2 separate regions of the Mus musculus genome follow, and region 2 is linked to region 1. A link is a contact called in public promoter capture Hi-C data. All regions are on one chromosome and are shown on one strand. The core of a region is the stretch at or near the end of the contact, and the rest is flanking DNA. Distances in the headings are between cores, read along the strand shown.

What was found. Capture Hi-C pulls out chosen DNA fragments and counts their contacts.
Region 2: a contact with region 1 is called in a promoter capture Hi-C map of adipose tissue. The contact joins two enhancer-like sites. A contact is called at or near these places in 12 of 39 promoter capture datasets (the C10 cell line, the HPC-7 cell line, HPC-7-derived erythroid cells and 9 more), 3 of 15 datasets of contacts at CTCF or cohesin (the G1E-ER4 cell line and embryonic stem cells), 20 of 484 Hi-C or Micro-C datasets (8-cell embryo, Sertoli cells, bone marrow-derived macrophages and 8 more), 16 of 115 datasets of contacts at active chromatin or transcription factors (the 230-238 cell line, the HPC-7 cell line, VIP interneurons and 10 more) and 3 of 9 other capture datasets (adipose tissue, liver and pancreatic islet).

What each region holds. Positions count from the first base shown.
Region 1 is chr4:107,762,257-107,768,458 of GRCm38.p6, reverse strand. Gm12907 (a long non-coding RNA gene) reads right to left here. Exons shown (of 4, transcript XR_867989.3): 2 at 1,893-3,296. Among named protein-coding and RNA genes, the nearest start is that of Gm12907, 6.1 kb to the right of the region's middle. Within about 2 kb of position 2,793, at least 14 of the 459 cell types and tissues checked have an H3K27ac peak or open chromatin away from gene starts, as enhancers often do.
Region 2 is chr4:107,832,173-107,838,374 of GRCm38.p6, reverse strand. It overlaps Lrp8 (low density lipoprotein receptor-related protein 8, apolipoprotein e receptor), which reads right to left. Exons shown (of 20, transcript NM_053073.3): 3 at 3,626-3,748. Among named protein-coding and RNA genes, the nearest start is that of Lrp8os2, 12 kb to the right of the region's middle. Within about 2 kb of position 2,759, at least 61 of the 459 cell types and tissues checked have an H3K27ac peak or open chromatin away from gene starts, as enhancers often do.

The DNA of each region.
Region 1 (6,202 bases), core at 1,544-4,043:
TGAAGACTTTCCGGTGGCCTTTTGGGGGGAGAAGCACTCAATACCCCGTAAGTAACCTCACCTATGCTCTGTAAGGAAGCCAAAGGCTCACTGGTTCCCCAGGCTGAACTATGGTAGAATTATGCCTTGGTTTGTCATTGGAGCCTTAGGTGGAGGGATAGACATTACACCCCTTACCTTAAGAAAAGGGTTTCAGCAACATATTTTTTCTAAAAACTTTATGATTATAAGTTTTCATTTAGGGTCATGATCTGTACCAACGCAACATGTTGTTTGGAGGGAGGTAAGGGCTAGATCTAATATCTCCTCCTATGGATAGCTAATTGTTCCAATATGTTTATCTAAAATGATCACTCCCAATGAGGGGTGAAACGCATTCGGCCACGAGCGGGCTTCTGGCTTGAAGCTGTTCTTTCCCTTCGTTTGCTATGATTATGCTTGCAAACCACACTGTCTCGGCAGTCGGCACCAGCTCTTCACGCTTGCTCTTCAGCTGAAGATCGTTTTAGCCGCCAGAGACGCTCACGTTCTCGCAGACCATAGAGGTTTTCTTTTCATTCTTGAGAGTCTCCTCATGTAGTCCAGGCTTGAACTTGATCTCCCCGCCTCCTGTGTACCTCTTCAGAAAACCTTCTGCGATTAATCTCTTGTTAATTTCATGTTTAATGTGAGTGTGTGTGTGTGTGAGTGTGTGTGTGTGTGTGTGTGTGTGTGTGTGTGTGTGTGTAGGGATGTGCACCAAGGCATGAATGTGGACATCAAAGGTCAGCTTCGGGCGGGGCGAGGAAGAGGTGTTAGTTCTCTTTCTCCACTTTGAGGGTCCCAGGGATCAAGTGAAGGTCTTCAGGTCTGGCAGAAAGCATCCTTAGCCACTGAGCCATCTCACCAGCCCCTGCCAGGGTTGTGTTGAAGCCCTAGGCCATTTGGGAAGCACAGACACCCTGACTGTGGGTGTTCCAACACATCATTTACAGTTACAATTGCATAGATTGTTAATTTCTGTTAGCCATAGTCTGTAGTTTTTAGATACACAGAGCCTTCTTAGATATATTTTTAGCATTCTGTTTTCTGATAACGGTATAAGTGACATTTAATTTTTCCACCTTAAATTTTGCTTTTGTAGCACAGCAAAGCACAATTGACTTTTATAAACTCCTCTCATAGCCCGTAACTGAATTTACTCATTAATTCAAGTAAATACTTTGTAGGTTCTACAGAGCTCTCTAATGAAACAAAGTCATTTGTAAATCTTGGCATTTAGGGCTGGGGAGATGGTTCAGAGGTTAAGAGCTGTCCTGAGTTCAATTCCCAGCAACCACATGGTGGCTCAGAACAATCTGTAATGGGATCTGATGCCCTCTTCTCTCTAAGGACAGCTAGAGTGTTACTCATATACATCAAATAAATAAATATTTAAAAAATAAATCTCAGCATTTTAACTAATTTTCTACTATACTTATTTTATTTTCCTTGCCTTCTAATTGCACTAGAGTTTCCATTTCAGCATAAAATAGAAATGGTGAGAACGGACAGGCCTGCCCCATTACTGAAGTCCATGGCATTGGCTGTCGGCCTTTTGTAGATGTTGGTTACTACATGGAGAAAGGGGCCGGCCACGCTTCTAGCTTCCTTTCAGTTTCATCAGGAATATGTTTTTAATTTTCTCAGAGGATTTTTCAACATCTGCAGAAGCAAATGTAGGTTTTCTCCTCTCTTTATAAATAGGGGATTGCATTAATTACCAAATGTGAAGCTAACCTTGCTCTTCTGGAACAATTCCAGTTGACTGTGGTACGCTGTGCTGTTACAAATTGCCCTGAGGGTCCCCTGTCCCCCACCGCCAAGACACCACCATGCCCTCCAGGGAGTCACATGGGTGGTAGGGATCTGACCTTAAAGTCTTGCTTTATTCACTGAGGGGGCTCCCCAGTCCTTCCTTGGTTATTGAAGAAGCTGTTGGTCTTCTCGTGACACGGGGCTTCAGCTCATTACCTTTGTTTCTCAAGCATGCAGATTGGCCTCGTATCCTAGGCTGCCTTAGTCATGTGAGAGAATTCCAGCCAAGGGAATGTGGGTGGAAGTGATGGTTTTTGCTTCTCAATGCATAAGATGCTTAGGACTCAACTAGTGGGAGGCATAGTTTAGCCCCTAACTATTGTAGGTATGGGCTTACATTTACTCATTTGTGTGAGTGTACTCGTGTGTGTGCAGAGCTCAGGGGACAACTTTTCGTAGTCCTTTTTGTCTTTCTACCATATGAGAACCAGGGATCTAACTCAGGGTGTCAGGCTTGGCGGCATGTGCCTTTCATTTGTGATGATGAATCAGCTCAGGCTGTAGTTTAAAGAAAGCTTAAAGTTTATGGCTGTTCCTTCCTCTCCTTCTTGGCATATGGTTTATCTGCTTCTGTGTGCCCATGCTGCGGATGTGGAAGGAAGTAATTTGAAATCTTCCTTTAAAGTCCTGTGTCTCAGTCCCTTGATACAGGATTTCCCACTGAACCTTGACCCCGAGGGTTTTCCAGCTGGGCTGTCTGGCCACACTGGGTGTTTCAAGTGGGTTCCGAACTCAATTCATCCTGCTTGCACAACTGCTCTTACCCACTGGGTGAGCTCTCTCTCTCTCTCTCTCTCTCTCCCCTCCCTCCTCTCTCCATCCACTCAGTCCCCCAGACCCTATTACCCAGAAGGCTGTCCTGAATGAGCTGTCCTCTGGTTTCTAGCTAGGATTGGCCTATGGGAAGGGAGACCTCCGTCTGGAGTCAGGGAAACACCAGGGTTGTGGGATTGCCTATTGGCTGCCTAGACCCCTCCCTATCGGGCTGTGTGTGATGACTGATCCCTCTGTGTTGGTCCAGGGCACTTGTGTCCCTGGGGCCAGGGATGGTGGCAGTTCTGTATACGTCTGGCCCGAGAACCTCACAACCAGATTGTCCCTTCCCTTTGTCTGTCATGCCCTATGAGTGGCTCCTTTGTCACTCTCCTCTGATGTCACACACACACACACACACACACACACACACACACACCCACGATGGAGCAATGCCATGTGCTTCTTTTCAACCAAAGCCCATCAGCCCTTTCAATGCGGCCTCCTAAGCAGTGCCCTGCCCTGCCTCTCTGACTGTTGCAGGACACTGAGGGCTCCTACCTGGTCTGTTGTTCGCTCACCTCGGTTTCCCAGCTCACACCTCGCCAGCAGCTGCTTCCTTCAAATGCAGATCTTCAGGGCATCATGAATATTTAAAACATTTCATCACAAAAGCAATACTTGCTTATTGTGCAAAATGTCAGAAGCTGTAAAGGGAAAGTGGAAATTGCTGTCTTCCTCTGCTCCCACCTTGGAGCCACCACAGGTAAGGTTACTGCGGGTCCTGCCACATGCTTTCTGTGCATACGTGAGGATCTGAGTGTGGGCCTCAGAGGCCCATCAGTTGTGCGTACACTTCTTTCAGAAGCTCGGCTGTCCACAAACATAGTTTTATGGTCTTTTCTGTCAGTCTCATTAGCTTATATCATTGTACAGATCGCGTTTATTGTGGCCTTCTCACACCCATATGCAATGGGCTTCCATTCCATTCATCCCCCATTTCTCTCATTATGCCCTTCCCCACACTCATTGCTTTCCTTTCCCCTCAAATAATTTGCCTTATACTTTACACCTTAAATGAACAAGCTCTAGAGCCGGGTGGTGGTGGCAGCACATGCCGTTGATCCCAACACTCAGGAGGCAGAAGCAGGTGGATCTCTGTGAGTTCAAGGTCAGCCTGGTCTACAAAGTTCCAGGACAGCCAGGACTACACAGAGAAACTGCATGCGCTCGTGTGTGTGTGTGTGTGTGTGTGTGTGTGTGTGTGTTTCTGAGTCTGGCTTGTTTCATTTCCGATGATCTCTGGCTCCATTCATTCTCATGTAAATGACATAATCTCACCTTTTTGATGGATGAATAATACTCCACCGTATGAAGGGTGTGATGTCTTGGTCTGCTCATCCACTGGCTCCCAGGCAGATTCTATGACATTGACACTGAACAGTGCTGCAGTAACCACAGACGAGCAGGAATCTATCTCTGAGCCATGCCCACTCGGATCCCTCAGATTTAGTCTCAGGAGTGGGGTGGCTGCTGAGTACTTTGTGATGTGACTCTGTTACTGTTGTCTGCCCTGCTGTCCCATCAATGGACAATGTTTGGTTGATTCACACTTTTGGTGACTTCCCATGGGGTTGCCAAAGGCTTCCTTGCCTGGGTATTACTATGCCTGGGAATAGACATTTCAACAGCAGTGACTTGCTGGGTCAAAGGGCTTGTATTTAGCATCTGATGAATGTGTCAGATTGTTCCCCTCAACAGGAAGAACATAAGGATGTCTGCCCATGCTTATTGGTACTGGATTTTTAGGAAAAGTGACCCACCAGATTAATTTCAATGTAAAGAGGTGGCATGTTGTGTCCTGTCCTCAAGTGCCCACCGCACAAGTAACTTCTCAGAGAAGACAGAAGAGAGAGCGGGGTGGGGAGGGACCCATACAGTGATTTCTAAGAAGCTTAATAAATGCTATCCCAACCACTGGATCAAGAACAGTGACAAGCCACAGTTACAGGACACCCTTGTCATAGAAAGGTAGGGACTGCTGAATGCTGAAAGTGCTGTCATAAGAATGACTCATGCAGCCAGCCCTGGTGGCACAACCTTTGATCCTAGCACCCTGGAGGCAGATGCAGATGGAGAAGTACTCAGGAGTTTAAGGCCAGGCTGGTCTACATAGTGAGTTCCAGGACAGGCAGAACTACACAGAGAAATCCTGTCTTCAAAACAAAACCAACCAACCAGCCAAACAAACAAACAAAAGAATTATTCTTGTCTGGTGTGGAGGCAGAGGCCAGAGGATCTCTGTGAGTTTGAGCCCAGCCTGGTCTATATGGTGAGTTTTAGACCAGCTGGGACTATATAATGAGACTTTTGTCTTTTAAAAACAGTAATAAAAAATAATTTCTAAAAATGTCTCTTTGCCTCTGTGACCTGCTTCCTAACACTGCTCATGACAAAGCAGGTATCCTTCCAGCAAAGGGATTCCACAAACACCAGCCACCGTCTCTCATCTGTCAAAGTGATCCAAGACAAGGCCTGTCTGGAGGTTGTCAAGACCAGAGAGCAGCCTAAGGTAACACTATGGCTCCACAGGATGCAGCATCCCTGGCTGAATGCCAGAGAAAGGATTTTAGATTACGAACTAGCACAGTCTGAATGAAGCATTGACTTTAGTCAATAATGTGTCAACACAGCTTCATTAGTTGTAGCAAATGTCCCCAAGTCAAGGTCAGACACCAAAAGGGAAGCTGGGGAGTGAGGGCCGGACACAGGCCTCCTGAACTGCTCAGTTTAGCTGACTATTGTTCAGCTTCACAGTGGAGTGAGAGAAAGATACACTTAGCAGAAGTCCTGCATCATGTCTTTGGAAACAGAGGTGCGACCTATTGTTAATGCTGGGCCACCAAAGAAAGTCACGTCCACAACTAGCCCAGAGACTGTGTGTGTGTATGTGTGTGTGTGTGTGTGTGTGTGTGTGTGTGTGTGTGCATGTGTGTGTTGGCATCTAATCACATCCACAAAAACCCACTTGAGTCCCCTGTGTCTGTACAGCCATTCACCTGCAGTATAGTATTCCCTGAGTTACAGGAACCACTCAGGAGTCTGCCGTAACGGAGACTGTGTGGTACAGGATTTGGTGCAGGAGCTAATGTGAACATTCCGAGCCTGTAGAAGGTGGGCAGGGTTGTGCCAGGATGTCCTGTGCAGTCAATATATTTTTAATTTAATGAAGTTCTCAGTGTAATGATGGGTTTATCAAGGCATGGTTCTATTTTAAGTTGAAAAATCATGTATACCACCTTCTTGAATTTTCTGGAAATTTAAAACAGTTCTGTGATAAAAAGTAAAACCCCACCACCACCACCACCAAAACCAAAACCAACCCCCCACCACCACCACACCAAAAACAGCAGCAACAGCAATAAAATAAAATGAAAAAACACCAGTCTAGGAGAAATCTCTTTCTTGTGGCCAGTGGCCTCTGATATGCCCCACCATGACCTCTGATCTGGCCCCAATAGTCTCTGATCTGGCCTCAATAGCCTCCGATCTACCCTGCCACGACCTCTGATCTGTCCCCCCAATGGCCTCTGATCTGCCCTGATCCCTGTCC
Region 2 (6,202 bases), core at 1,510-4,009, 70 kb before region 1:
TCTACTAAGGTCCTTAGACCAGGCGCTTGACTTCGGGCTCTCTGGCCTCCTCTGCTGAACAGTGGGTTGAATGAGTGGTTTGCAGGAGGCAATATGGAAATCCCTATACTCAAAAGCCTGAGACACACTTGCAGCTCAGGGAACAGTTACTCTTGTCCTGTCCCTTGTAATGAAAATGTAAATGACTGTGGCTCCCCAGCCTGGGGGTATGCGCAGGAGCTCACGTGTCCCCATCCCAGCACAGCCTCAGGAATAGAGATGCTCCCAAGGGACACCCTCGGCTTGCTGCCCAAGTGTTTCAGCTTCTAAGAGGCTGAAGCAAAAGTCCCTACTGCCAGACAACACTGTGAGGGGGGTTGAAGTGCCACCCTGAAGTGACTGAAGGCATTTATTAATTTCCTGAGAACCCTGTTCCAGAAATCCTTTGCCAACTCATAAGTTAATAAATTAAGAAAAAAGAACAATGTTTGTTGCCAGTACCTGATGGCTACTCGCCGGTCTACAGTCTTAAAGACTCGAGTCTTACGGATAGACAACGTCCAAATGGGGACAGCCTGCTCTAAGGAGACTGGAGACTTGGGCCGTAGGGAAGCACTACTGTCGCTTGGCTGGGAACCCCAAGAAAATGCCTTAGGAGGTACACCTTTGCACCCTTGCACCCTGAAGGAGCAGAACTATACCAGGCTCCTCCACACAGCATCAGGCAAAATGGGTGATGTCACATCTCCAGGCCGGTGCTTCCTGATCTAATTTGAAGGCAAGCAGGGGTAAGGAGCAAAGGCCCCGGCTAGCTGCTAAGAAAGAAAAAAAAATCCACACGTAGCAAGTAGCACCCAGATCTGTAACTCATTCTCTTGAACCAGTCTCTCTGCTCCCTGCCTGCACCCCTCCCGACAGATGCCTGAAGGTGGGTCAGAGGCTCCCCAATCAAGCGAGCTATAATTAGAGCCCAAACGATACTTTCATTAGGCAAATGTTCTGGGCTTTCCCATTATGACTCTGTGTTTGATGAGAACCTGCTCCCAGGTCCCTCCGCTTCTCACAACCCCCCTTACAATATTTTAATAGTATGGATCTAGTGTCCTGGTAGTCTAATGGACTGTTATGTTGGGGGCAGAGAGTTTGAGGCCCAAGCATGAAAACAGACAATGCTGGCTCTTACTCCAATATTTATTCTTTCTCACTGAACATGGGGAAACTGAGGCCCAGGAAGGCTACACAGCTTATATGAGGATACAAGGCAAACAACCCGGTCCAACTGCACCAGATCCCAAGCCCACTGTGCCCTTCTATCTATAATCTTTCTGTTAGGGGTGAGGAGTAAGGCTCTATCCTGGGAGCTGGCACAGTCCCAGAAACCTGGTAGGCTGTGGTAGTTGCTATGGCAACACCAATTAAATGGACAGCGGGTTGGCTGCTGGGTTTTCATTCAGTTGGGAAGCTGAGAGCAAGCTTGCTACCAAGTCCAGCTGCCACAAATTCTGCCTGGCCTTCAAGGCCCTCTCAGGGCGATTCTTCCAGGCAGCCCTCCCTACTCTAAGACCCCAGGACCATTGTGACGGTTCGTAAGGTAGGGATCCCAGACTCTGTGCCCCACTAGACAAGGGCAAAAACAGGGTCTTGAACTACTAAGAATTTAGGAATCTTAAAATGGGGAAATCTTTGGGATTCTAGATTTGGATACATTATATAATGAGGGGTGGCAGTGGATACAGGACCTCACAGGAATTGCCTGGGGTAACCCACAGGAAGCTGGGCCTCTTCGATCCTAGGTGCTGCTCCCATGAATCTCAGAGAGCTTGAGAAGACTGCCTTTTGTCACGGAAGAGACACTTGCCACAAACAGGCTGCGTGTCTGCAGGTCTATCAAGTTCTAAAGGCTGCTCAGCTGTCAACTCTCAGGGCCCTGGAAGTCAGGAGTGGGGTGTGTGGGTCCATCGCAGGTCAGAAGGCAGTGAGCACTGGCATTCTGAGGTAGAAAGACAAGGAAACAGGCAGGCTAGGAGAGAGGGGCGGTAAGAGGGGGCAGGGAGCATGAGCCAGTAGGGATGCAGAGCCCAGAAGAGCGGGACAGGTGAGAGGGCCGGACAGGGCGGGGAGGAGGCAATACCCCTAAACAGAGATGTAGAGAGAAGGGAGCATAGCCCTTGGGCAGCAAGACTGCCCTCCCCCAGTGACCTCCATAAAGCCTCTACCCACATCCAGGATCACAAGGCAGAACTGGCTGACTATTAGGGTAGGAAGGTCCACCCCAACCCCAGAAACTCTCCAGGAGGCACAGGACTCTGTCCCTTCTCGGCTGAGCAGCCCTGGCCAAGAGGCCAAACCTGGTCCAGTGTGTTTTTCTCTGGGAGAGATGCAGCACCCTTGCGTGCTCCAGGCTGGCAGGACAATGGTAGTACAGGCAAGTGCATCAAGGCTCTCTTCTTTTGGAAGGGCAGGAGAGAGTGCAGGGCTTCCTTCTGCCTCCAGGCCTCCCAGGACAGCATGGAGTGGCATTTGGTGTGGTAAGGAAAGGATGGGCCTGCAGTAAAACTGGGAAGGGCTTGGCAGCCGCCTAGGAAATGAGGGGCCCTTTGTCTGGGGCAGGGGTCTCTCTCTCTCTCTCTCTCTCTCTCTCTCTCTCTCTCTCTCTCTCTCGCTCTCTTGGAAACTGGTAGCTTTGTTGCTAGGAGACAGGAAAACCCAGTTATCATCAGTGGCAGCCCTAAATGGGACTCTGGCCTCCATTGTCCCTGCCTCTACCTCTGGGGCAAATGTTAGCCTCAGAGAGCGGTTTCTGGATCTCCCCTCAGTCCCACCACCCTCCACGTGCTCCCCACAGTCCCACACCATCCTCCACGTGCTCCCCACAGCCTTTTGTCTCAGGCTTGCCTTGCTATAGCTCTGCCTCTGGACCATTGGGTCCTCCCCCTCCCCTTCCGCATCTCCTTTTTAATTTAACAAATGTCACGGAATGACCTGCCAGGTCTAAGTTTGCTTTGAGGATTAGAGCCTAGAAAAGAAATCACGGAGAGACAAAGCCCTGCGTGTGGAAGGCAGTCCCGAAGCACTAGCCACGCCACCTCTTCCCGGTTCCTTATGTCATCATGTAGCTAGCCACGAAGAACAGGCCCCAGAAAAGGGGGGGGGGCTTGAAGTCTTGGCTGGGTGACCATGGACAAATCACACTAACTCTCTGAGTTTCTGTATGCCCCTTTTGAAAAGTCAGAGAGTGGCGGTGCCTGCCTCTAGAGGCTGCTACGAAGATAAAAGGAATACAAAGAGCTTAGCAATCGAGGTGTGGCCCATGGTAAATGATTAGCGCGCACCAGCTGCCGTTAGTGCTGCTGGAATTACAATTCAGATCTTCAAGCGTGAGAGCAGGGGGCCTGAGGTGAGGCAGGGCTACCTCTGCGCACCACTCTAATTCCTGGTGCTGCAGGAACTGAGGGAACCTACAGGGAAGCTCAGGAGAAGGCCAGGGAAACAGGCAGAGCAGCTCCACGGACCATCGCCTGCTCACCAGGAGCCGCCCACTCCCCCAAGGGCCTGGCATGGAGCATCCTCTGACTATGGCCTGTGAGCCTAACAACCTATCAACCTCAAAGTGCTGAGGAGGAAACTGAGGTGGGGCAAGACTCACAGCACGTGGCCTTCGATTCGTCAGAGCCATCGGGACACTCCTCCTCGCCGTCGCACTTCCACCGCTCTGGGATGCAGTGGCCATTGTCACAGGTGAAGTCGCTGTCCGCGCAGGTCCTCTTGGCTGTGGGACAAAGATAAGAGCATAAGGGTGAGCACTGAATGCTTTTCTAAGACAGAGGCAGGAGGCAGGTGGGTAACTGGCGTGTGCTCAGCCTCAGAAGTGTACCACCAAAGCTCCCCGAGGGTCTCAGGCACAGCCAGGCTGTCACCATGGCTCCACACCACAGCATCCCTCTCCTGGACTCCTCCTGCAGGCAGGCCTCAGCCTCTTCACCTGCTTAAATCCCAGCGCACAAACAGGACCCCTGGGAAAGCCCCAGGGAGCGCTCATGACCACGAACCCTAAAAGAAGATGATGGTTTTGTAGCAGGATGAATAAAGGATTTTGTCCTTGAAGTTGTGGCCATGATGGAGCATGGGTCCCTGTCATGGAACTCTGCAGGAAGGAAGGCTCATGTCCTGCATCAGGGTTTCAGAACCCTGCTGGGCCTCCTGCCATCTGCGTGAATTTGAGGACATCACTAACCTCTGAATTCCCTCTTACTATAAAGAGCAGAAGGGCTGAAAGATAGCAGGAAGCTAATGTGTGAGGATGTGCAATCGGGCCCCGGCGCATGGCAGGTGCTTGCCGTCAGTACAGCTATTGCTGTTTGTCTGGGGAGTAATTAGAAGGGAAAGAAATGGGCTGTTGTGTGCCCATGCAAGCTGAGATTGCATGACTCATAGCGGAGCAGGGGTAAGAACATGAATACTATGTCCAGCCCCAAACTATTTGCTGCCCCGTGTGCCTAGTTCTGAAAGGAACTGGATGTAAGGGTCAGGGTGGAGAAGTTGGCCACGCCCCCTTATTATTTCTCTGTGTTGTCCCGGTGCCTGGCACTGATTATAAATATGATCAGACAAGGGCAGAACAAGGCAGCTGTCCCAACAGGGAACCTGCAGGTGAGCATGGCGGCCTGCCCACCCTGGGAAGTGTGGAGTAGAGGTTCAGGACTTGGCTTTTGGCTTCTTGCGCCCTTCATGTACTCCAGGGACTCCTCAACATCACCTGCATTCAGCTCCCATGAGCCCTACCCTAGGACTGAGAGCCCAGGAACAGGGGCAAGAAGGCAGGAGCCCTGAACAGGGAGCTAGCAGGCCTGGATGTGCATTTTGGCTGTTCTGCTTTGCCATGTACTCTCAAGGAAGACACTTTCCCTCCCAGGTCTTTGGTCTTCCTAGGGAAAGGGAAGGGGATTTGGTAAGACACAATCGTTTGGGCATGGTAGACAGTCACAGGCCAAGAGGCCCCAGAACTGGCAGAGAGAGGCCAAGAGGGTCCTCAGGAGCCCAGGCCCTGGGTGTCCTCTCCCTGAGTGACAGTGGAACTAGATGTGATATTGGGGCCATCTGGATACGACCCCTCTCTAGCAGCTAGAAAGTCTTCCTCCTCTTCCTCCCCTTTCCAGCTTCCCAAATGGCCCCACCATGACTACTGTTGGTCCCTACGTACTATTAATAGTCCCCCTCTGCCAAGTCTGTCATCTGAAAATCCTTACACTGCTTTTCCCTTACAAGCTTGGATGTTCTTTCCCATCACCTCCAGTCTCTGTCGGGGGCCTCCCCTGAGCTGCCACAATCCTCTCAACGGTCTTCTACAGCTTGGCAAACTTGTCACAGATGATAGACATTTGGGGCTTTCGGCTGCAATGGGCTCTGCCCTGCTCCTCGGGTTTTGCCATGTGGACAGAGCCCTGACAGAATAGTAGGTGGGTGCACAGGGCTGTGTTGCAGTAGAAGGCTGTTTCCAAAGACCAGCAATAGGCTAGTTTGGGCCTGAGCCCTTAAATCTGATGCCTGCTGCTTTACATCACTGTGGATCCTGTGGTCTGGTGTGGCTGGCTTTTCTCCCGTCTTTCCACAAGGAACCATGTCAGATTCCACACAGGACCCAACGCGGGGCAGACCACAGGAGGACACCAATCCCTGCCTGGCATCTCTGCTCGTACACATCCAGGGTAGGGCCCCTCCCCTGGGTAAACACAGTCCATGGCCTGAGGGTTTGCTGGCTTTTGTTTGTACTTTTTCCCCTTCTTGTGGTCCTCCAGCTGCCGAGCAGAGTTTTGGGAACACTGACTGTCGTCTTGACTCTGGTCCATGCCTGCTTTGCTTTTCCATAGTATCCTTTGGCCATCTCTATTCTGAGATTTCTTCACATCTTCCTAAGACAGATGCCTCCGTTTCTTATTTTTTCCGGCTCCCTTGATGCTGCTGGGTATTTTACTCAGGAAATCCCAGGACAGACAGCCTAACATTTCATCATATAACACAGGCAGAGTTCCAGGCAGCGCTCGCGCTCTTAAGTTATATGTCTAAGGTCACATGGAAGTGAGAACAGATTTGAACCTGTCAGGTTCAGCAGGTTTCCGCCAGCACAGTCCTCCAACAGTGGCTGACGCACATGGCGGCGGAAAAGCCCCTCAAATACCTGGAGGATCCTATGAGAGCCCCAGTATCCAATAGTCCCGTGCTCCTG